2 separate regions of the Danio rerio genome follow, and region 2 is linked to region 1. The links are chromatin contacts, called in public Micro-C maps. All regions are on one chromosome and are shown on one strand. The core of a region is the stretch at or near the end of the contact, and the rest is flanking DNA. Distances in the headings are between cores, read along the strand shown.

Evidence for each region. A called contact is a pair of places that touch in the nucleus more often than the background predicts.
Region 2: a Micro-C map of caudal fin shows a contact between it and region 1, with 4 times the contacts expected there. The contact joins the promoter of safb here to the promoter of hsh2d in region 1. A contact is called at or near these places in 2 of 18 Hi-C or Micro-C datasets (caudal fin and hematopoietic stem cells) and 1 of 4 datasets of contacts at active chromatin or transcription factors (embryo).

Annotation. Positions count from the first base shown.
Region 1 is chr22:15,291,285-15,298,482 of GRCz12tu, reverse strand. hsh2d (hematopoietic SH2 domain containing) reads left to right here and starts at 4,488. Exons shown (of 6, transcript NM_001017541.2): 1 at 4,488-4,766; 2 at 5,946-6,085; 3 at 6,229-6,318; 4 at 6,455-6,620. The coding sequence starts at 5,961. tpm4a (tropomyosin 4a) reads left to right here. Exons shown (of 9, transcript NM_001024467.1): 9 at 1,141-1,321. The coding sequence ends at 1,223.
Region 2 is chr22:15,420,210-15,427,407 of GRCz12tu, reverse strand. It overlaps safb (scaffold attachment factor B), which reads left to right and starts at 3,483. Exons shown (of 21, transcript NM_214683.1): 1 at 3,483-3,766; 2 at 4,179-4,266; 3 at 5,546-5,613; 4 at 6,502-6,738; 5 at 6,825-6,878; 6 at 6,956-7,001. The coding sequence starts at 3,614. It overlaps malt2 (MALT paracaspase 2), which reads left to right. Exons shown (of 17, transcript NM_152976.1): 14 at 182-331; 15 at 438-595; 16 at 756-893; 17 at 1,490-2,106. The coding sequence ends at 1,921. LOC141380095 (a long non-coding RNA gene) reads right to left here and starts at 338. Exons shown (of 2, transcript XR_012397518.1): 1 at 162-338.

The DNA.
Region 1 (7,198 bases), core at 3,239-5,738:
CTTAAATCTGTATGACAGTCTGGCGCAAAGGTACGAGATCACAAAGTTTAGTCCAATGTTAAGTCATTAGGATTTCTACAAATTTTTCGGGTCAGTTTTAGGAAAACCGTATGTTGGATCAGTTGGAAAAGATATAGCAACTTCAGTAATAGTTTGGAGGTTCAGTATAGTTTGGAGGTTTGGAGTTAAATTGGTGGTTGTAATATGAATGATCAAGGAGGAAATGAGATCTTAAAATAGTCTAAGAAGAAGAAAACGAAAGAATAATAAGTTTACGTAGAATAACAGTATGTTGGCTTTCTCAAGCCACCATAATGAATAGATAAATACTTTTAATACTAAAATTGATTCCAAAATGATATTTACTTTTTTAAATGAGTTAATATGCCTAGATATTTGTTTTGGTAGCATATGCTGTAGCTAACAACCATTTAAATTGGGTACGTTTGACTTGGCAGCGACGATATACGCTCTAAACGATTTGTATAAACAGTGAAGTTCTTAGTGAACTTTAGTGAAGGTTAGGAAGTGGCTAAATGAACTTTTCACCTTTAGAAATAACCAGTGGCTAAGCAGCACACTTTGAGAAGTCTTGCATGGATGGGGTTTTACAGGTCACAAGCGGGTCATCCTCCCTGCCTATATAACGGCTATAAAAATCTTTTGAAACACACAACACCATATTGTTTTAGAGATATTTTGTCAGAGTTCCAGCAGGCTCATATTTCATACTACTTGAACCCTTTGCTGGAAGATGATATAGTTGAGTCTGTATATGGAATCAGTTTAAACAAGCCTGGTATTGCTTCTGTCCCAAGAGAAATAAAGTATGTCTGTTTCCTACAGCGCCGTTCAATTCATTACAAGACCACAATCTACATTTGCTTAATAAAAGTATACATGCCTAATAAAAGTAAATAAGGGTGCCTATCTTCTGTAGGTCGAATGGAAATTTTAGCCATTGTTGGTTTGCACACAATTTGCTTAGGTTGTTTCTGTTAGAATGGGATCTCTGTGAGCTTCATAGCATGTTTAGCTTCATAAGCCAATTAACTTCTTGTCTTTCTCTTTTTTTTATTTTGCTTCTGGTCATTGCTGCATCTCATCCTTCGCTTTCCCGCTTTTCCTGCCAATCTTCAGATGAACTCTATGCTCAGAAGCTGAAGTATAAAGCCATCTCTGAGGAGCTGGATCATGCTCTCAATGACATGACATCCCTGTAGATCCATCTCTGTCTCGCTCTACTGCATCTCTTTCTTGCCACTTTTTTTCATTTTTGCTTCAATGTTTTCATTATTCTCAATAAAACACTGTTGCTTCATTTTATATTCTTCTGCTTTCATTCCTAAATTTTCATCAAGAAGACTGGAAAATGTCTCTATATTCATGGAAAATCTAGAAATATTTTATATGAATATTGATTTAAAGGGGTGGTCCAGAGTGTATTTTTAAGGCTTGGTTGTGTTTTAAGATGCAAAGCAATGGGTGCTCATGCTTCATTTGTAAAAAATCATGTTATTTTTTCATATATCTTACTTTGATTATATACAGCTACTCAGCTTACATAAAAAAGACTGTCATATTTACTAGTTCCTCTGAAAGACCCGCCCTCAAGAGGCTCTGATTGGTCAGCTAACACAATGTGCTGTCATTCCCAGCTCAGCTCCACATCACGAGGAGGCATATCTGTTATAACATTACAGCGCCTCTGGTCACACCCATTCGCTGCACAGGGTGTATGTGCGTAACCTTGAGGGTTTATGACATCATTTACCCGGATGATTTTTTTTTTTTGTAGTCCCCAAACTTTGTTCGCTGTAAGCTTTTCTAGGCTAACTCTGTAAAAGCCAATGTCTCCCTTTGCATTGAACTTTGAGCATCTTACATTCAGAGATGTTGTTTATGTTCACACAGCTACATTACACGTCAACAAAAATTTAAAATGTGATATCGTAGTGGACCACCCCTTTAAAGGTGCATTTTAATTTTAACGTGTTGTTGACTTTGAAGTGAATTATTCCCTTGGTTTAGTTTTTTCCAGGAATTGTTAAAATTTATTCACAAATCTAAAATTATTGATTTATTTTAAATTATTATCCATTTATCCCAAATGACAGGAAAGGTCATGCATTTTAGGAAATGTCTGTAACTATAACATCTCTAAAATAACTGTATGTGGTCAAAATCCCACAGTTACAGTGTTTCTTTTTCTATAAAGATTTCTAATTTATTTAATAAATAGATTAAAATGTGTTGCATATCTCAAAAAATGTACTCTATATACACAATGTAATATTTTTCTGCTTTAATATACGGTTTTCTGATGTCCACAAAGGTGAGGTTACATTTTAGATGTCTGATTTCACACTAAGATAATAAATAGACAAAGAGTTCAGATGCCATCTAGAATTTTCTTCTACAATGAGCATTTTTTCTCTGCCTCTTATGTATATGAGCAATTCCATGCAAAAGTCAACCTTGCCATGAAAAAAAAGTTTTCACTAAAATATGGAAACCATTTGGATTTTTTTGTTTAAGCAAGCATTTTACAGAACTTTAGAAATACTCCAAAATGTATCTGTCAATGTTTTCAAACTTATATATTTAATTCACCAAATTTGCACAAGTGACAATTTCACATTTGTCACATGACATCAAATGTCACAACAACACTTTTTCTTCATAAATGCAAAAATATTTAATTAAATAAAATCAATCATTTTTGTTCTATAGTGACCCGACTCAACCTTTTGATTATCATTAATTCATTTGGGTTATTCAGTTTAATTTACAGAATTTCTACAAAGTATGTTGTATACTGTCAACTCGCATACTTTTTTGGTCACGTCCATAACGCACCTTTATTTTCCTCATTTAAAGTACAAAACATGATTACAGATTGATATTTTTCTGGTACCTTAAATCAGTGGTCAGTTGTTCTGGAAAATATAAACAGATTTTTCAATATATTGTTAATATATACTTTCTATGTGAATATATGTTTTGAGTTTTTACTGCAAATGTCACATCCATAATAATGGAATTGCTCTTATGTTCATTTATTTCATGTTAAAATCAATGAAAATGACCTATTCTTTGCCGTAAAAGTGAAATTACTAAATTAAGAAATACGTCTGAGAAAAATGCTAATTTTAGAAGAAAATTCCAGATGGCACTTTGAGGTTTATCCATCTGAACTCTTCATATATTATGTTACTAATCCTAACATTTTAAAGATTATTTAATTGTACCCATAAATTTCATGCTTATCTAATGTTATTACTGACACACTGACTTGTCAGCACAAGTAAAGTGAATGTTTACTTTTCTTTTTTTAACACATACATGGTTGTGGATGAAGAACACTAAGAAGTGCACTAAACTGCTTGTAAAAATAGTGTGTATAGCCTAAAATGAGCGTCTGACTAATGATTTTCGTTTTTGCTTTTAGAAAAATTATCTTCTGCAAAAGAAGAAAACCTGGGAATGCACCAAGTGCTGGATCAAACACTTCAGGAGCTGAACAGCTTATAAAGCAAGACGATGAGAGAAAACGACGTCCATCTTAAAACATTCCACAAATACTCTCCTTCATTCCAACTCGCAAACTATTGAGCCCTATTTTCTCACAGAATAATAATTTAATTTTTGGTCTGAGGTATTTCTTTTATGCTTTTTCTTTTCTCGACTTGGCTCGACAACTTTCAAAAATTAGCCAAACGATGAGGTGCTATATCTGAGTTTTCCTGTTTTAAGTAACTTAATAAATGTCATACCTCATGGGAAAGTGAACATTCATGTGCTCGAGCAAAAAAAAAAATCACTTGAAGTTGTGCTATTGTGTATTCTGAAGAACCGAAGAAGTTATGAAGGCGTTTGAAGCGCAGTTTGGCGTTTTTCATAATTACAACATGCGCGCCATCTACTGGTCAACATGCTGCATTGCAGTTCATTACTCCATTGATAATGCACCATGGTATGTATACATTTATATTAAAGTACCAGGTTAACTTTGTGGAGCCAACACAAAATGAAGACCAAACAAAGACCAAAGAAATATTAGCTATTCCTGAAACTTTTTTTGTGAATTTTCTTTTTTTTCCCCTGTCAAATGAGTATTTCAAAATGCCTCAAAAGTTTCTTTTTCCACTTTCTGTGTAATAAATTTTTATAAAAAGTCTGTTCGTGAGGTAAATGTTTGATTATTGTCCAGAACCATCTACAGTGCTGAATTGCTGATTTAATATGCTTGCTTAGCTGTTTGAGCAAAACATCTCACACAAAAAAGTACTTACAGTAAGTGTTAGCAATAATATGACACAAAAACGAAGCATTTCTTTGACAGTAATCCTCCAGACCTGTCAGAATCTCCGAAAACCGCCAGACCAACAAGAAAAAAATGGGACGAACTGGCTTATGAATATTCATTACTTTCCGTGACGTTCGTCGAGCAGACTTACCTGATTTGCCTGCAGGTTCAGCTAATTAGACTTTGACCAGACCTTCCAGGAAGGTGAAAGTAACGTAAATACTACTCACTGTATTATCATACGTCAAATTTTCCCGCGAACAAATCAACTGTCAACGTTTGTAAACTGGATATGTTTTCAGCTGAAACCGAAGAATGATTTGGAGTACATTGCTGTAATTATTTATAGTTTAAATGTATGTGTCGATTACTTTAATTAAACCACACCCATACAACAGTTTTAACAGGTGAGGTCACGTCAACTGCTGTCACAATACCGTGCGTTGTTCCTCGGCAGGTGAGTGCATTATAAACATGACATTTTTGATGCGTTATTGTTAATGTCAGACGTATAAAACATGTATTAGGCTATCCACAGCGGGTCACTTATCCAGGGCTGAAACTGAATTATGTAAAGAATTTTAGAAGTTGAAATTGTGAGGATAGTAAAACTACGTGTGAATTATGTTGATTTAACGGTTAACATTTGTCATTTTGTCATACTTACGGTTACGGTTAGTGTTGTTGACTTCTTTAATATAACATAGATTTTGGTCTGTTTTAATTAATTAATGTTTTTGTGAGTATATAGGCCTATATATATATATATATATATATATATATATATATATATATATATATATATATATATATATATATATATATAGTATATATAGGCCCTATATATAATATAATGTCAAATTTAGTGTATATATATATATATATATATAAATATATATATATATATATATATATATATATATATATATATATATATATATATATATATACACTAAATTTGACATTAACAAAATCACTCTCTCATGTTCATGCATTGCTACTCAATCTGGCCAAAACCCATACAATCACCAACAATAAATCTCAATAAAACGTTGAACTTTTATTTTAAACCGTAATTTTTTACTCTATTTATCATAATGGTTTAATTGTTTTCCATACAATAACATTTGTTTAAACGTTCTCTGTGTATTTACTGCTGAGGACACTGATCTGGACAGATTGTTGTGCATAGATTTAGTTTATTATAGTTTTTAAAACTTTAAAAACATTTGTTCGTTTTTTTTCATTTTAAAGAAAGTTTATATTGGAAAACAAGTGAATGGATACAAGTAGAGCTTGCTTGTTTTTACACAATATTTAAAAAAATTTGCTAAGAAAAAAATCTAAAATATAAAAAAAATGTTATTGTTGTATTATTAAATGTATTTATTTATTTATGTATTTATTTTGGATAGGGAAAAATATTTTTCATAGCCCATAATGAGTCTAAAGTTTTAAAAAATGTCTTAAAAAGTCTTAAATTTAACTCTGTGAAACCTGCAGAAACCCCTTTTTCGGATAAAGCATCTGCCAAATGATTCAATGTAAATTTAATGTAAATTTAGATACAAACACAAACTGACCTTTATACATACAAATTACACATTATTTCATCCAATTATTTGTGTGTTTATAGGACACACTTGATGTCATGGCCGTTCCTTTGCCAAATGACAGCAGTAATGCAGCATTTAGCTGGTTTACAGAATACCAGCGCAGCTGCATTTTGGAGAATGGAATTGTTCCTGAATGGTTTCATGGCATCATATCCAGGAAGTAATGGACTTATGTTACAAAAATATGCAAACATGACTTTGAATTGTTCAAAAATGCTCGAAATGTGTCATGTCATGACGATGTCATCTACCTGAAAATCAGGTTTCTGATATCCAGTCCGATAAAATAATTTTGTGTTTTAGAGCTGCAGAGGAAATGCTGATGTGCAAGCCGGCTGGTTACTTCCTTATTCGTGTTAGCGAAAGCAGAGTGGGTTATACATTATCTTATCGGTAAGTGTGTGTGTGTGTGTGTGAATATGGCCATTGTTGCCAGTTATTAATTTTGACTATAAGGAAGTCGCAAAACATCTAAACACAAATGAGTCCATTAGACCTAACAGCGGACCTGTTAATCTTCTTTTTTTAGAGCTGAAGATCGATGCCGACACTTTATGATCAACGTATTGCCAGATAACCAGTTTATGATAGTGGGAGAAAAGACGGTGTATTGTTCCCTTCATGACTTGGTGGCTTTCCATCGCAGATGCCCTATTCTCCCCTACAATGAATTGCTCACTGTGGCCTGTGAACAGGTATAGATTTACACTTAAATGCTAGCATATTGTTGCCCTGTACGTTGCAAACAATTTGGTTATGGCTATTCATTATAATTCCCTTGATAGACACAGATCAGTCTAGTTAGAAATAGGGGTGCCCAAACTCAGTCATGGAGGGCCGCTGTCCTGCATAGTTTAGCTCCAACTTCCTTCAACACACCTGCCTGAAAGTTTCTAGTATACCTAGAAAGAGCTTGATTAGCTGGTTCAGGTGTCTAATTGGGGTTGGACCTAAACTCTGCAGAACACCGGCCTCCCCAGGACTGAGTTTGGGCACCCCTCAGATGCTAATCACCTGCTAAACAAGAACATAAAACTAGTATGAAAATATTTTTTCCCTTTTAATATGTAATTTAAACTGTTCTTTGTAAAAGATTTAAAATACTTTTCTTATTTTTGTAGAACTAATAGTGCATATTAATTATGCATTAAAACATTATGCACAACATATTTGTATAACACATTTCTCACATTCATCGAAAAATTATTAAAAGATTATATACATTATATGATAATAATTATAGTATAATGTAAAAAAGATTTGTTTAGTTTAT
Region 2 (7,198 bases), core at 2,234-4,733, 130 kb before region 1:
CACTGCTGAAATCAACCCGCATTTGGCAGGTTGGTCTGGTGTTAATGTTAAGCCTGGATCTCGATGACAATTTCCTATAGCTAAGTTTCTCTAACCACATGGTGCAAAACCCTCTTTGAAAATTAAAATGAAAAACAGCAAGTGTGACTGTACAATCTTACAAAGTATTTGTCCATTGCAGACATGGGAAGGTGTGAAATCACTCGTGGTCGGCAGGCTCTGGAGCTCCGTAGTAATCTATCAGAGCGGCGTGCTTTGACAGACAAAATTCAGGCTCCAGCATGCCAAATCGCAGCATCAACACGGAATTTACAGTGGGCCATTGCACATGGTATGACCTGTTTATAATAAAAAAACATTTGGTTTATGTACTTCAGAAAACTTAAATGGCTTTAATGAAATCAAACGAAAAATGTATTTTGTGTAAATCCTACCAGTCCTCCCAGAGAGCCGCTGTCTTCAGTTTGAATGTGGTGTCACGGTGCAGCTCGGTTTTGCTGCAGAGTTTTCCAATATCATGATAATCTACACTCAGATATTGGAGACTCCAACAGACATTGTGTCCTGCTCTGCTCAGCTTTCTGATTTTACTGAGGTGAATTTTATTCTTGTAGATCTGCAAAAAAGGTATTGATTTAATCCATGAAAATATAACATGAATATGTATCAATGATTGGTTTTAAAGGAAACTTGTTCCCTTGCAATGTCAAACATGCAGATATTATTTTGGATTAAGTTTTGACAATATTTTTAAGGGCCCTGAAGTTGACCTGAAGCGCAGCAATCAGGAGAGTCTCCACGAGGCTGAAAGCTTCCTGCTGACCATAGATGATCTACTGCCTCTGAAACAACCTCAGCTCTTCACTCGTATTAGTGCCCTGCAGAGACTCAAGGTATAGTGACTCTTGTTTGTATATGCACAGTATATACAGTTGAAGTTAGAATTATTAGCCTCCCTCTTTATTTTTTTCACAATTTCTATTTAATGGAGGGAAGAATTTTTTAACCTAATAGTTTTAATGACTCATTTCTAATAACTGATTTATTTTATCTTTGCCATGATGACAGTAAATAATATTTGACTAGATATTTTTCAAGACACTTCTATACAGCTTAAAGTGACATTTAAAGGCGTAACTAGGTTAATTAGGTTAACTAGGCAGGATAGGGTAGTTAGGCAAGTTATTGTATAATGATGGTTTGTTCTGCAGACTATCAAATAAAAAATAGCTTAAAGTGGCTAATAATTTTTTATTTATTTATTAAAAACTGCTTTTACTCTAGCCAGAATAAAACAAATAAGACTTTCTCCAGAAGAAAAAATATTATCAGACATACTGTGAAAATTTCCTTGCTCTGTTAAACATCATTTTGGAAATATTTAAAAAAGAAAACAAAATTCAAAGAGGGGCTAATAATTCTGACTTCAACTGTATACTATGCATATGTATGTGTTATTTATCATATATTACTTGATTTTCCCATGCAGAAAGAACTCTCCTTTACTGTGTGTCTACACTACAAGTATGGTAATCTGGATGAAGAGCTCCTGGAAGAGAAAAGGATCACTGTGGGAAAACCTCTAGTGTCCAAACTCAATCTCCACGAGCCACGGCTCTTTCACAGTTCCTCCTCTGATCAACAAATGTCCAGTTTTTTGGACTCTTCATCCTTCAGCGAAAGCTTCAGAGCTAACCTGCCTGACCTAAAACAAAATTTCATTGGTTCTGCATCTACATCCTTGCCCAACTATCGGGTACCAATGGAATCATTTGCATGCTTTGGTTTGAAGAACGAACCGGAGGAAACATTATGTCCAGAGTTTCTTGAGTCTGAAGAACCTCCCGCCATTAAGAGTTTACCCAGTGCTTCTTCTGAGGAACTGCCATTTAAATTTAGCAACTTTCAAAATTCCATTTAGCAGTAAAGTGTTACCCGAGATCTATTACAAACTGTGAATGTGTTGCAGTATCATTTTGTTGTATTCCCGCACCTTCCTTATGTTACACAGACATGATGAGAATGTAATGTGTATGTGCTGTTAATATTTACATTATGGTATTATTGAAAAGTCAACCAACCAGTGCATTAAATTATATAGTTATATATTTGTTTTTTAAGTACACAATAGCTTTTTTTCTTCTGTTGTAACAGCTAATGTATCACAAAAATAACTTATGCAACATTTCTAGGAATAAAATAAAATACAAGAACAAAATGCAATGTTTAGGAATAAGTATAAGAAATGTATTTAAAAGAAAATATAAAATATACTGGCAGATGATTCACAAATCCTGACAAATTATCTTTAGTGTGCTTTATTTAAATATCCCCAAAAAATCTTATTAATTTTTTTTTATAAATGCCAAGGTTAAATAACTTGTAATTCCCTCTTTAAAACAAAGGTGCCAGGAATAAAAAATTTTGGCACTTCAGATAAACTTTTTAGGTTCCTTTGAGCCCTATCATGCAGAGCACTTCAGTAATGTAAAGAACTTGGCTGAGAAGGTTGCAAGAATGTAAAACGTTCTTAGTGAAATGACTTATTCCAGTAAGGAACCTTTATTTAAAAGGCAAAATATTATATTGAGCTCCCACTATAAGACATGTTTATGGCATGGGTGACCGTAATCCACCCGTTAACCTTGCACAAAAATCTATAACTTCAACAATTATGTTATTTTTAACAATTCTTGGCCAAAAATGGCACAACTATTTTTTTAGTACCTCAAATAACATTTTTAGGTTCCTTTTAAGGTCTGTCATGCAGAACACTTTAGTAATGTAAAGAACTTAGATGAAAAGGTTGCGAGGATGTAAAAGTTTCTTAGTGAAATTACTTATTCCAGTAAGGAACTATTGAGCTCCCACTAACACACAGGTGTCAAACTCAGTTCCGAAAGGGCCGCAGCTCTGCACAGTTAGTTCCAACCCTAATTAAATACAGTAATTGAGTCCTTCAGGCTTGTTTGAAACCTACTGGTAAGTGTGTTGGAGCAGGGTTGGAACTAAACTGTGCAGGGCTTCGGCCCTCCAGGAATTGAGTTTGACACCCCTGCACTAACACATATGCTTATGGCAGGAGTGACCGAAATCCATCCATTCACCAATCCTGCACATTAATCTCAAACTTTAAATCACGAAATATGTTATTTTTAAGAATTTTCGACCTGAAACATTAAAACTAACCTTTCATTTTACATCTCCCACAACATTTATTCATTCGTTTTCTTTTCGGTTTAGTTCCTTTATTAATCTGGGGTCGCCACAGCGGAGTGAACCGCAAACTTATCCAGCATGCAATAGGTTTTAGGCAGCGGATGCCCTTGCAGCTGCAACCCAGAAACATCTCCCACATTATCTGTAAATCTTTCGACGTCTTTTTTTGTAAATTCTTCGACGTTCCCGCCCAACCACGACTATGATGACGCTTTTGCGCATGCGCTTAACATCCAATGGCAGACGCATGCGCGTGACTGCTGGTCGACGCCATTTTGTTTCAAGTGAGAAACGCTGTTCATCACGCTCTGTGCACAAAAATCTGGTGAGTGTGTGCGGATAGAAGGAGATTTGTGATAATTCTTTCACCGTTGCAGTCTCACTGGCTGAAAACATGTCAGACACTTCGACGGGAGATGTGGGGTCTGTAGAGCCTGGCGTTCGTAAAATATCCGAGCTGAGAGTCATCGATTTGAAGGCCGAGCTGAAGCGCCGAAACCTCGACATCAGCGGCAATAAAAGCCTGCTTTCAGAGAGACTTAAAAAGGTAACAGAACCACGGAATCATATGTTATCCTAATAATCTCGCACCTTTATATACTTCAGAGTGAATGAGATTTGAGTTAACGTTGTGGGGTCAGTGTTTACTGCAGTAGCGTTACATGTGTTGCCATTTCCCTGTTTTTTATATCTCCTCTTTACTAATACAATAGTTTGTTTTGTTAACGTATTGTATATGTTAACGTACACTCTTTTTTGCTAATCACAGCTGTTTACATTAGTCGTTTTAGAAACCCCACCTAGCTTTGCAGAATATTTTGATTTCAAGATGTCTTACGTAATGTACATTGAATGAAGTGTGGGGTTTCATTGCACAACAATAAAGGGGTTGTTATGCAGAAACTATAGATAAGTATCAATAATGCTTGTGTTTGACTACATCACACTTTCGTTTTCAGGCAATTGAAGAAGAGGGGGGAAATCCAGATGAGATTGTTGTACATCTTGACATAACTCCTAAGAAAACACCACGTCGAACTCCAAAAGGTAAAATTGATCCGTACTGTTTTATTAAGATCAGAAAACGGAAGGATAAAAGGGATAACGTTACAGCAATACCTCTTTTATCAGTACTTTAATTTTTTGTGTTTGCAGATATATTGTATTCACATTTTAGTTTGTGGTTTTAAAACTGTTTGCTAGAAAAAAAATATAAGAATGTTTAGTTTGTCTAATGAGTAATATATTTACAGACGTCCTTAGTCACACATCTCCATTTTGTAATCTGTTTATTCCATGTCTGTTTCTTTTCTGTTTGTGCATGATGTGTACAAGTGCATTTTAGTACCAGTGCATAAGCATGGTATTGTGCTCTTTGCTGAACAGGCTAAGCCTCTGTCTTTGCATAATGTTACAACAAGCGCATTTGAAGAGTTTAGATGCAAAAACCTCTTAAAGCCATTTGATATTTTCTTCTAAAATGAGCATTTTTCTCTGACTCCTTTGTGTAGGCTCAGTTATTTTACTTTTATAGTGACATATACGTCATTTACATTGCCTTTAAAGTGAAACAACTGAACATAAACATAGGAGGCTGACAAAAATGGTCATTTCAGATGACAGGTAGAGTTTTTTTTGCATTCGAACTCTTCATTTAGACTTAAAGTCCATTCTGCATTGACCAATTCTCTCATTAAAAAAAAAAAAAACTAGACTAAATTTTGATGAGTAATCATGGGCTGGTATAAAATTTTGCCTGTATGATAACCTTGGATAAAAAATACAGTTTTATAGTATTGTGATTACTGCTCTAAATATATTCTTTTAAAATGTCCGGGTTAAAAACAAAACTTTTTTTGCGCTTTGAACACAATATATTTCATTTTGCAAAACTTTTAAAATATTTTATCCCAGTAAACATGTCAGGCTAAATGAATCATTGCCTTCTGCTGCCTTAAAAACAACGACACCATTTGAAACATTTTCTGCTGGAGATACTGTTGTTCTAAAAAAATTAACAAAACATTATAAAAACCTAAATTGTACAAACAGTGTAACAGAGAGAAATTTTGGCGGCTTTAAGACCTTGACTTTTCCAAAACATAGTACACCTTGAAAACGCTTATCGACCCATGCCTACTAAGGAGCATGTTGTAATTTCACAGAATGGGTCCAAAGTTTACTTCATTCAGGAAAGTTAAGTTCAAGTTCTTTTTCTCTCTGATGGGGAAGTGTTATATCCAATAGGAGCATAAGTGCATGTTTACTAAGGGCAAAAAACTAAATTATGTGGTTTGAAATAATTTTTATTTGTTTCTTTCTATAGGAAAGAGACAAGATGACCATGATGGACCTGAAGACTCCACACTTGAGGAGGACTCTGTTGATGGCCAGGTGTTTTTTTTTTTTTTTTTTGTTATTAATTTGATGCTGGATTTACATAATGACTTTTTATATATATATATATATATATATATATATATATATATATATATATATATATATATATATATATATATATATATATTATTTGTTCGCATTAGGGATGTAATTGATCACGATTGATCTGTAATTCGTACAGATCACAACCCATGGTTCTGGAACACGTGGCCTGCAGATTAATACATTTTATTTACTGGTAGATTATTCTTAAATTTGTAACGATCACAGAAAGATCACTTTTCGCGTCTTTCAAATCACATGTATGAAAGCATTTAGGCTTTCCTGTAAAATATAATGATGATGGAAGAAGTTGTGGTAGGTTATTTGGGATGTGGTGTTTTTTGTCACTACTTGTTTAGCCTGTATCAGTGCATTCAGTGTAAGCTGCAAAATTAATCAAAAGATCGGGATCTTAACATGATGTTTTATGAGTGATTAATAAATCATTGAAAATGTGACTAAAATAAATATGGGTTGTACAAATTATAATTAAATGATTTCAACATTTAGTGTTATCAGCAACTGTAGTAGTAATAGTGAATTTTTTTACTTTACTGAATATTTTAGTTTTTTTTTTTTAATAATCTCATTATTTTATTTTTATAAAATTACAGGTTGTAAGTTTTGTTTGATAAAACCAAAAGTGTCTTGCAGTACTGTTTTTGTAATAATTGAAAAGCAAATTACATTTGTCATTTCCCCTTTTGGGCTGATCCGAAAAATGGTCCGATCCGTGACTAAAAAACCATGATGTGATCCAGACCGTGAGATTTGTGATCCATTACACCACTAGTTTGCATAATTTTAATCAATACTAACAGCATTCATCATCTGCTTCAGGAGGACCCAGATGCTGTGCCAGAGAACCTTCATGAGATGGATATCATGGACATGAATGTTCTGGATGAAGCCGATATGGGTAATGGAGGTGACCCTGATGAAGATGAATATGATGAGGAGGTTTTAGACACGTATTCGAATGAAGAGAACACAGGCGGCTTGAAGGAGGATGCCTCAAATAACTGCGACACGGAGGATGGTGTAGATATTGTCATGAGCAAACCTGAAGTGGAGGAGGTGAGGTGTTACAATTAGCTAATAAATATACTGCTTTTCTGTTCTTATTGCTTTGCTTTTTGTCTTACGTTTTACCTTAATTTCAGGCAGTGGAGAAAGATGATGCAGACATGGATGAGAACCAGGAAATGGCTTGTCAGGTAATAAAGGAAGTTTAAAAAATTCAAACAAAGATTTGTTTTATTTCACTTCTAATTAATTTCTTCACTTCACACAGGAGGATGTTGGTGAGCATGGAAACAAGGAAGCAAAAAGTGAAGAAGGTACTGTATAGGGTTTTGAAATGATCTTAAAGTCAAGGTGAAACCTTAAGGATCTATAGCCTAAATGTATCAGGTTACTCAGGAACAAGAGACTGGAAATCCAGAGTTGGTTACTGGCTTTCTGCATTGCTGACAATAGATATGTGGCCATTTATATCACTTTTAAATTGCGTAACAGGCACCCACATGCCTCTTCA